Regions from separate parts of the Sus scrofa genome. Here region 1 is linked to region 2. Evidence: chromatin contacts called from public Hi-C data. All regions are on one chromosome and are shown on one strand. The core of a region is the stretch at or near the end of the contact, and the rest is flanking DNA. Distances in the headings are between cores, read along the strand shown. Region 1 overlaps ITPR1 (inositol 1,4,5-trisphosphate receptor type 1). Region 2 has its middle 96 kb from the start of SUMF1.

Region 1 (5,753 bases), core at 1,033-3,532, 250 kb after region 2:
TTATTCACCATGTGCTGTGTTAGACAGGGTGAGTGCTCCAGGCATGATTAGAAGAACAGGTTCCTAACCTCAGTGAGTTTGTCGTCTGGTGTGAGGATGCACAGGCACACGTTACACTTATAATGAAATGCAGACTTTGTGCCTGCTGAACCCTGCTTCCCCTGTGAGGGGAATAGTGTCTGGCACATAGTAAGTCCTCAAGAAATATATTCTGAATGAATGAATAAGCCCTGTGCTAGGTGATGGTGATAAAACAGTGACAGCATTTTAACCCTCTGGAAGCTTAATAGCTAATTAAGAATAAAGAAGTAGTGAACCGTTAAGGCTATGGGAGGGGGACCCAAGAAGGGGCACCCAAATCCACTCTTGTGAATAAGGGTGTGTGATATGGTGGTCAGGGAGGGCTTCCTGGAGGAGGAGGAGAAAGTGTCAAGTAAGCCTCTGAGGGAAACATTTGTAGGTGTGAGTGGATAGAGGAAGAAAAAACAACAGAAACAAGGATATTACTTTGAAGACTTCAGGGATTGAATCATTAATCATTTTAGAACAGATAGTCTCAACCTCAACAGACCCATTCTTTCCTCTGAAAAGCAGATATTAGGTAACTGTATCAATGGGAAAGAAAATTTATGCATAATATAACCTCTCCAGATACCAAAATTTTTAAAATGAATTATAAAGGCAAAATAAAAGGAAAGTGATAATTGTATACTTTATTAAAAGGCACAGTCACTCTGGATGACATAGGAAATACATACTTACACTCTTTTGTGTAATCCCCATGAACGAGTCAGCTGAAGACTGGCTGATAGAGGTGTGTAGTTCTGGTGACCTAAAAAGCATGTTTTCCACAATGCGATTTTCCAGATGGTCACTGCTCCTGGTAATGTTAGGAAGAATTGCAAGGTATTTTCTTCTCTTTAATAAATAGTACTTGCATTTTGGAAAATGTGTTAACAATAGTATTAAACCATGCAAAACTGTGCTTTGTGTTCATGTGTAAAATGAGTTAGGGACTAGGCTTAGAAGTTGCAGACAGCTCTGGAACCCATGTGCTTGTGCACCAGGATATCCTGTCTTATGGGAGGAATGATGCTTCTTCCTTGGATGGGATTGTACTGTGCATTTCAGGGCAGCTGGCATCTTTGGCTCTTGTCCACCGAGTATCAGTAGCACATCCCTCCTCACCCAGTCATTGTGAAGATCCAGGATGGCCCCGGAAGTCTGGGCTGGGAGCATGGGAATCGTGTTGAGTGGGTGGGAAAAGTTGCTCAGTTCGTCAAGTCTCCTGGGAGAGCTGCTTAGCACGTACGCTTGTGGGGTTATCTTGGTGGAAGGAACGCATGTCTTTAGTGGTTCTGTCTCCCCATTCTCTGCTGGAAATCATTGTGCCTGATGAGATCTTCTTAGTACATCTCAACCCTTCTCCTGTGCTTTTTTGCTTCCGGTACTCAGATTCCCACTTAGAGTAGAGGGAGCTAGGTGGGCCAGGTGGCTCAGTGGCATGTGCACATGAGTGGGTCTGGAGCGGGCGGCTCTGCTCCCCTGCTGGTGCTGCATGGGAAGGTGGGCTGAGAGAGGCCACCACATCTTCTCTTTCTTCAAGAGAAGCTGAAAATCCACGCTGTCATATGTCGTATCACAGTTCTTACAGAATATTGGCAGCTAATTCCATTGGAGTTTAAAACATACTATCAACCCAATAATGGCTCAAGCAGGATGATATTATTTTGCCCATTTGTAGCCTGTGATAAGTGTGTTATTTTATCAGCAATTCATTTTCATGCTCCTTCCCATAGATGTACTGTGAAAAACACACTGTTGAGAAATGCAGTCTAAAGGTGACCCCAAACTTTGAACTCCTTATTAAAATAAACAAACAATGGCCTTTCTCTTTCATGCTGTTTTTGCTTTGCATAACATTTAAGAGGAAACCAGCAGTGTCCCCTGATTGAGGATTGCTGATGTGACTTTTGGGTCTTGGATGTTAACTTTGTGCAGTTTCTACTTCCCTGCTTAGTTGGACCTTTTTCCCCTAGTGACTGAAAATCATCTGCATTTTCTAGTGCAGTCATTAAAATGTTGTATTTTGGGACACCTCTTGCCTTTGGGGCTGATGACCAGTCTCCAGTGGTTTTTCATTTTTATTTTTGTCAACTAGTGTGGAGCACCCCAATCAAAGGTCAGATTATTTTAAATTAATGCCATTTAAGGAATTAGTTGTCTAGACCACTTGACTTCCTTTTGACTAGGATCTGCCACTTACCAGCTGCACTCTGAAGGAGAATGACATCTAGTGGCTGGTTGCTGTGTGCTTTTGTTCCTTCTGCGGGAGTAACTGGATCCTAACACCCCTGGTTGTGATTTCCCAAAATCTTGTCAAAATGAGCTTCCCCTGTCCACAAATCACATAAGGTTCGGTGGGCCTCGACTGCTCTTTCCTGACGGCATTTTTCCTATACCTTGGAAAAGCACTTGCCTTGTTTTGGTTCTTAGAGATGGTACATTAAGCTGTAACTTTGACAAGCTAGGAAGAACCAGAGTGACAAGTCTTTATTGTCCTCTGATGCCTGGCTCCTGCCTTGTTTGTTTTCAGAAGCCTTAATTCAATATTATGTTATGTAATTCAGAGCTTATTGACCTTAAATAAATAACCTTTCCCCCATTGTTCCAGTGACCTCTCTTAGTAATGTAATAATGGTTTCTCTATTTCTGGAATAAAATAACAGGTGACTGTGACAGGGTTGACCTTGATGTTGCCTAGGGGACATGGTGATGTCCATGGTGAATAAGGGTGATAGAGACCATAGCCTAGAGTGATTTCTTCCTTAGAAAGTCAGAATTGTCCTCAACTTGTTGTGTAAAGGAAAAGTGCAACAGGTACTTTAATTATTGGGATTTATGAATATTGAAAAAAATAACACATTTAAGATGGCTTTTAAAAAATCCAGGCTTCTTGCCACAGAGATGTGATGAAAATGTTTCTGAAGAAATGTCACGTGTGAGTGTTATTGGAAGTGAGTTCCAAAATATACATGAGTAAGAAAAGGGAAAAAACGGTTATGATCTCAGATCTTATTCTTCAAAGATAACCATGGTTTATATTTGGTGTGTGCCCCATCCCCCACCCCCTATTTTATTCTTTTATTTCCATATTTTAAAGTATCAGTGGGGGCATACCATCTCACTTCTTTTCCTTTCGCTTTCTTTTTTCCCCACTTACTATTTCATGAATAAATAGGTATCTCTGTTTTTATTTTTAATGGCTGCTTGAAACCAGACATGGTATGGCAGCACTGTAATTTTAGCCTATCCCTATGGGGATGTGAGGTATTCGGGATCCTGACAATTTTTTGCCATTCTGAGAAAAAAATAGTGGTTATGGCCTTGTGCATATGCCATATTATCTTCTTAGAGAGATGATCAGAAGTGGTTCGGCTAAAGTTATGTACATTGAAAAACTGGTAGATAGTACCTGATTATTCTTTAGTAGGGTTATACAGATTGACTGTCTTAGACTGTAGGCTCATCTTTAGCATATAATTGAGGGATTTGATAGACCAGATCTCATTTTTTACCACGGGTGAAAGCAGCCTTGATCAGTGGGCCCAGGTATGGTTTTACCTTCCTTTTTATCAAGCCTTTGCCTCACCTATTAAACTAAAAATCATGGTGGATTTTTTTTTCTGAAAGCCAAATTATATTTGAGTTATATCAATAAAACTAGAAGAAGGAAAAAAATTCGATTTTGTGGAGGGAGTTACCTCAAGACTGATATGTGAACACAAATGAGCACATAAATAGTATTTATGTAAAAGGTGAAATGACTGGGAAAGTTTTTTCCTTAAAGAGGACTTACAGAAAAAGTGGATTCTTAGAATGGTCCATAAGCTTAATATATTGGGTATTTATTCAGTAATGTGTAGATTTGGTCATCATTAAACCTTTTAACAGAGTTTCAGATGTGATATTTGCTATTTTTAGATAATTTATTCTCCAATTTTGTATTTTATGTTCTCATTTTACTTTTTGTATGTTTTTTTCTGACAAATACTCTAAATCTTTAGAGCTGCTGGTGTTTAATTAGTCTTGAATAGGGAATATTTTCCCTCTTGGTGACTAATTTGCCATTTCCTTTTAGATATGCCAGTGACCACTGAGCTACCATTTTTATACTTAGTCTGGGGAGTTTCCACCTTGGTTTAGTGGGTTAAGAACCTGACTAGTATCCATGAGGGTGCAGGTTCGATCCCTGGCCTTGCTCAGAGGTTTAAGGATCTGGCCTTGCCATGCGCTGTGGTGTAGGTCACAGATGCAGCTCAGATCCCTTGCTACTGTTGCTGTGCTGTAGTTTGGCAGCTATAACTCTGATTCAAGCCCTAGCCCGGGAAATTCTGTGTGCCCTGGGTGTGATCCTAAAAAGCAATAAATAGATAAATAAATAAATAAAATATACTTAGTCTAAACAGAGGCAGGAGTTTAATATTTTTGATTAAATATTTCTTTAATTGAAGCCCCTGGAAATTCTTGAGAGTAAGAGGAATATCTATGAGAATTTTCCCTCTTAAAAAGAAGTCCTTGTATCATTTAAGTCTAAGAAACATTACTTTATAATTCTCTAAAGGTTAATCCTTTTAGTGTGATGTTTTGAGCAGAGAAAAACTGTTCCTATTTGTTGGAAAATGTTTTTATTTGAATCCATTGTTTTTTCCCCCCTTTGGCATTTTTTTTCCCTTTCTTGAATTTCCTGTTCTTATTCTCTGAGAACTGCTTAGCAGAAAGAATAAATGACTCTTCATTCAGACCTGCCTTCCAAGTGGATTTGGTCCAGTGTTTTTTTGTGTGTGTGTGTTGGAAACCTACCTAGAGAACCTATGGGTACTGTGGAGCTCTCTGGAGAGAGTACCTTTCAGGCATGAAAATAGGGAGAATGGAGGTGGGAGGAAGGGAAGGGAAGATGTTGGTGAAGGGGGAAGTGAGCAGGGAGGACTGTGCTCAGGGCAGTTTGCATGGTGCAAGGATTGCTGTGGCTTTTGCGCTTGTATTATTTCTGGGTATGTCTTGAATCCAGTGGATATTATCTTTCTGTAACTGTGAGAATAGCAGGCTGGTATCTACTTCTGAAAGAGAAAGAGGGAAGCCTTTGAATAGACCCTTGTTTTAAAAGGTTGAGACACATGCAGAAAACTTGCATTCATAACCGTGAATGAATATAGGCAGATCCCTCCCCTCCTGTACTGCGGCTTCTCTTCGTTCAGGATTACTTCCTGCAACTTATTTTTCTCTAAAGATGCGCCTTCCTAAAAATACCTACCCTCTAAGTAGAGGTAGAGCGGATGGCGGATTGAAAGGAAACTGAAAGATTCTTCACCTCGCCCAACTTAATTCCCCTCATAAGTAGACAGTTCTTAATTACAGAAACTTTGTTAATAATAGCTAGCATTTATTGAATGCCTGTTTTGTATCTGTTGCATATTTTCTCTCATTTCCATGACAGCCCTAAAATGCTAGTATTATCCTCATTTTGTGGATGAGAATGCTGAGCAAGGCTTGGTGAGATTAAATAACCCAGCCAAGATGATAAGTATGGTTAGTGGTGGAACCAAGATGGAGTCCAGAAGGGTCCTTGGACATGTGGACATGTTACCTGGGAAGGAAGCCCAGGAACTCACTGGCATCTGGAAGCATCCTGCCTCAAGGAAAGGGGAGACTCTAGGAAGGGAACACCGGAAACCATCTGTTCACTACTGGTC
Region 2 (5,313 bases), core at 2,222-4,721:
TTGACTAACATATCCTGGTGCAAAAGATTTTGTTAATAAATATAAAATTACAAAGTGAATGTGGTTCCCATATTAGTGAGGTTTTTTTTCCTCCCTACCAAACTGAACATTTACAAACGTCTGGAACAGAGGCAAAAGCTGAAGTTGGAAGCTGCCCTGAAACCGCATCTTAGGAAACAATGCCCAGTTTTCAGACCCATAGCATAGTTAGGGGTATTGAGTAAGAAACTTAAACCCAGTTTTACAAAGACCCAGAGATTTACTCTTATCAAATAAGTCCTCCCATGTGCTTTTTCAGAGTGTTATTTAACAAGCATGCTGCAGGACACTTTTTCTTTCATTCTTCATACATGATCTCAATTGTCTTATCAGCTGCATTTTTTTTTTCATGAATTTGAGCCTGGTATGAATGAACTGACAACACACCTTTCGATCTTCATTATTTCCAGCATAAGAATGTTTCCCATATACCCAGCCTTCTCCCACCTTGCCCCTAAAAAAAAAAAAATCCACTTCTTTATGGAAACATGTTCACTTTGTAAAAAGCAGCAGCAGCACATTCTAGAAAAGACAAAGATGTGATGAAAACATGCCTTTTGAAAATGCAGAGTCCTAACTTTGGATGTCTCATGGCCATACTGAGAATGATACGGAAGGGATATTTAGCAGGTCAAAGATTTGCATGCAGATTACCCTCTACTGACAATTTTAACCTTCTTGCCTTGAATGTACCTTTTCTAAAAGTATTCCCACTTAATTTTCAAAATCTGAAGAACAAATCAGTTAATAACTTACCCAAAGTCACACATCTAGCAAGCAGTAGGGCAAGAATTTAAACCAAGACAGTCTGGCTCCAGAGTCCACATTCTTAATCACAAATCCATTCCATCTCCTCAACCTTTACCTTTCTTTTTCTCCTTGAGGCCAACTTTTGCCTTCCTCTTGCCTCTCCAATCCACCCCTCCCCTCCCCAAATTCATAATAAAACTGCATACTTAGTGATGCCATGCAGAGAAGTCACAAAAATGGTGTGGGTCCTGATTCTGCCTTATTCAGCCATGTCACTGGGACACCTTGCAAACACACAGCCCTAGCTGCCTAAGTCCACAATGGGAATACTAATAAAAAATAACCAGTGTTTCCCCCTTCCCACAAGATTGCCTGCAGATTAAATTAGATCAGGTACAGAAGGCCTGGCCAAGGGGTGCCTAAATTTGTTCCAGGCAAGAGGAAGGTAGAACAATGACAATCATACAGCACAGTGAAGACAACTCCACCAAAGGAAATGAGCTGCTTCATGAAAGTAACACTTTGAGCTTTCTCACTCGCTTTATGATACAACCATCACCTGATGGGGCAGACAGTTGACTTGCAGGGTCCCACCACACCTCCTCAAGCAGAGGCTGCAACAGCAGGGGAAATTAAACTACGTACACCTAACATTACAAAGCCCTTTGGGGAGTCCTATATCAGAGGGACTCCAGCTACAGGATTGTTTGGGGCCGTCCATGCATAGGATTGTCAGAGAACCCAACTCCATTATCACCATCTCTGTGAAAATGTGACAACCATGGCGGGGCCATTTGCCTGCGCTGCTGCCCAGGCTTCCTCTTCCTGACCCTGTGAGGTCACTGCTTCAACTAAATTATTGGTGGGTCTTCTTGGAGCCAGGGCAGGAAATTCTCCTCTGCATGTATTTAATAGGTCTCCCAAAAGGAATAGGAAAGAAGCACTTCTTAACATATCGTTTTACTTACTCTTGTGGTCATTTAAACTCAGTTCTTCTTGATTATTTTCAGAAGAGATGGAGAAGATATTATTCCCAAGACAGATTCAGTCACCATCTGACCTTGCTTTTCTCCTAGATCAGAAGCCCTCAAACTCTTCTGGGGCTCCCAGGACCCCTATACATGCCCACATCTTACTGAAGACCCCCAGAGAGCTTCTGTAATATAGCTTATAGCTAATGTATAGCATATCAAAAATTAAGACTGGAAAAAATTTAAAATATAAAAATATACAAGCTCATATTTTATGATCCATCAAGCTATAAATCATGTAGTACGTGGAAAATCCCTCAATATACTCACCATACACTCATAAAAAAGGCAAACCACATCTTATTATTAGGAAAACAATTTCGACTCAGCCCCCTAAATGGGGTCCAGAGACCACACTTTGAGAGCTACTGTTCTCAAAACCTGTTGCACCAATCCCTGTGAGGGCTGCCAAACCCTCAACTATTCTTTGGACCTTTGGACATCGTTTTGAGGGTTTTGTTTTCATTGTTGTTATTTTTTTTTTTCCCCAAGGCATGTGGAAGTTGCCTGGCCAGGGATCGAACCCATGCCACATCAGTGACCTAGCCACTGCAGTGACAACTCCAGATCCTTAACCCGCTGTGCCACAGGAGAACTCTCCACCTGGAGTTTTAAATCTGGTAATTTATGAGGTTAGAGTCTAGATCATGGACCAATCATCTCAGAGAAAAATTAAATAAGAAATAATTTAAATGACTTAGCAGAATTACCTTTTAAAAAAATTCTCTGGAATGCAAATTAGCATTGAAAACATATGTAACATTAACAGGCTAGTCAACATATTATTGGCCAAGATTCTGCCCTCCCTTGTCTGTTTTCTTTCTTTTAATTATTGTTATGCCTACAAATGACATTTTCTTGATATTAAACCTGCCAGAGGTTCTTTGTGAGAGAGACTGAAGAGGAAAAGCTTCAGAATTATACAATGTATGTAGAAATAACCAGATCTAATTTTCTCCTTTAAAGAGAACTTTGGGGAACAGATGGACGGTACAATATCAGCACATTTTTCAAATTTAAGTATTAACAGAGGTTTGGGAATCAATCATGTCAGCTTTTCTTTCTTTCTTTCTTTTTAAGTGTTTGAGATAGAGGTCTAGTTAAGCTTTTAAATCCAGCCTCTTTGATCTTTCTCCCTCTCAGCTCACTTGGCTCTCTGTTCTAAGCTGAACCCCAGGATTGATCAGGACTGTTTGGTGGTACCTTCCTGCTCCTCTATCTTAATAATCATACTCCTAATAGAAACAAGTACTTAGTAAGCACTTTGCCAAAGTAATTTGTGCTAAATATTTTTGCATCATTTCATATCTCCCCACAAGCCCAAGAGGTCATTGCCCCCATTTGCCTGAGAGGGCATTACTTGCTAAGGTCACAAGGTAGGTAGGTGGAGGGGTAGGTAAATAATCCCAGATAATCTTATTCTGGTGCTTTTTTCATATGATGCTAAACTGCCTTTTAAAGAAGCTAATGGAAGAGATTAAAGGGCATCCTTAGGTGTCAATTAGAAGTAAATAAATTAAATTTTATTTGTCAAGTGTCTGAAACAGAGAAAAACTATAGTCTTCAAAAAAGCAACCACAAAGGGCCCTTCTTCACAGGCACCAAACTAAATGCAGGTGAACTTTTTATCAGTGCCACCTGACAAGGAAGGGCTTATCTCTGTTCCCTGATTGACTGTTAGTTGGTTTCACTTTCCCCCTCAGTGTTGATTCAGAGCTTCTAATGTTACCCTGTTGAGGTGCCAAATTTACATGCTGGAAAAGAGTTGCTCTGATGGGTGTTCCATTTCCTCAGCAAAGAAAACAAGGAGTTTGTAAAACATGGCCCCGACCCAGGGGTAGGAAAGGATCTACCAGACCTTTATTTACTCTGAAATGGAATCACCTTCTTGCCTGACAATGGTGACTAATTCCAAAGGCCCAACCAGCCTTCTCATAATGATGATTTTGGGGTCAATTACCATTTGGGGGCAGATTAGAATCTGATTTGAAGCTGAAAAATTCCACCCCTTGGCGATAATCCCGTCAACTTTCCAATCCTAAATAGGGCAAGTTTCAGAGAAGAGCATTTCTCATTTTACAGCCTATCTGAATACTATTTGTAATGATTTTGCTTAATCAAAAAATTAGATTGCTGCTCCAATGGCCTCAACATAAAGAGTCAGGCATTCTGGCCTGCTGCCAGAGCTCCGTCTGAGGCTCTTGGAGTTAATAATTTCCACGGCATTTTTAAACAACAAAGGCCATCTTTTACTAATAGCATGACTGATTCTGGCAAAACCTATAAAAACAAGGCCTACTCTGGGGTAGTTTGTATTACAGAGAACTAAGTTTTAATAAATGACACTCACAGTCAAGAAACTGACATTTCTGCTATTCTTTGATATTTGTCTGCAAATTCAGTAGTAAGTGCCAGTTAATGAAAATGAACTGTTGAGAGCACTGCTGAGATTACCCATGGCTGTTAAATGATTTTAGGTGGGATGGCATGGGGATGGAGAGAAGGCAATTCTGCTAAGATGATGTCCTGGGCAAGCCACTGCCCTTTCTCACAGTTGGACATTTATAACTGGTACATTATTTACTCGATCATTTTCCAGAAAGGAATACAAGATTTTGTGCTCCTTGAAATGAATAAATTTTCATAATCTAGGTTGAAAACTTGCACCCTCCAGACTAAATCTGGCTACAGAAGCAATTTATTAGGTCTTCACAGTGTGTATTCGTGTTTGTTTTTCGAGGGTTTTTTGTTTTTTGTTTTTTTGGCCACACCTGTGGCCTGTAGAAGTTCCTGGGCTGGATTCAACCCCCTCTAGAGTTGTAACCTGTGCCATAGGTGCAGCAATGCGAGATCCTCAACCCATGACGCCATGGGAACGTCCAGTTTTGTTTTGTTTTTTAAATCTGATTTGGTTGCCAACATTAAAAACTCAGAAGACTTCACATGAGAATGCAGACAACCAGCTACTCACAGAAACTGGGGTACAGAGCAACTCTGGGCTGGCACTGCTGCACAGCAGCCATGGGAGGGCAGAGCAGTGGCAGCGCCTTTAGAATGGGCATCACTCACACATTCAGCCTGGGCCCTGTTCCCTCGAGAGCCAGGCTCCACACCTCCTGAATTCCACCTAATCGCCAGCCTGCAGGTTAACTCCCTGATGAGAAATATTGCCAGTGGGGAGGTTAGTGGAAGGAATGAGGAAGAAATGCATGCAAAATATCATTTTATAAAGAAAAATAAATCCCACCTTAGTCTCTTGTATGAAATTCCTAAAGTCTCAGAACCAAAAAAAAACCCCATATTTCCTTATTTTTTTCAAAATACTCCTTTTATTAAGTCCACTATGGATTTTACCACATAAAACAATTCTGTGTAGCCTGAAAACATAAGCCATTTTGAAAAGGTGAGGGCAAGAAGCCTAAAATTGTGAGCTTCTCATAGATGAAAGACCTGTTGCCTTATTTTATGTCAACAATAGAATTCTCAGTAAAGA

Evidence for each region. Hi-C and Micro-C count contacts between places; a contact is called where the count stands out from the background.
Region 1: a contact with region 2 is called in a Hi-C map of liver, with 4 times the contacts expected there. The contact joins two enhancer-like sites. A contact is called at or near these places in 1 of 5 promoter capture datasets (liver), 21 of 47 Hi-C or Micro-C datasets (brain, embryonic fibroblasts, fetal heart ventricle and 11 more) and 1 of 2 datasets of contacts at active chromatin or transcription factors (skeletal muscle).

Annotation. Positions count from the first base shown.
Region 1 is chr13:61,189,684-61,195,436 of Sscrofa11.1, forward strand. The region is part of intron 5 of ITPR1 (inositol 1,4,5-trisphosphate receptor type 1); the gene reads left to right. Among named protein-coding and RNA genes, the nearest start is that of ITPR1, 120 kb to the left of the region's middle. Within about 2 kb of position 2,283, at least 9 of the 83 cell types and tissues checked have an H3K27ac peak or open chromatin away from gene starts, as enhancers often do. A contact at or near this core is called in fetal liver and liver, where this site is marked.
Region 2 is chr13:60,938,445-60,943,757 of Sscrofa11.1, forward strand. No RefSeq gene overlaps it. Among named protein-coding and RNA genes, the nearest start is that of SUMF1, 96 kb to the right of the region's middle. Within about 2 kb of position 3,472, at least 10 of the 83 cell types and tissues checked have an H3K27ac peak or open chromatin away from gene starts, as enhancers often do. A contact at or near this core is called in fetal liver and liver, where this site is marked.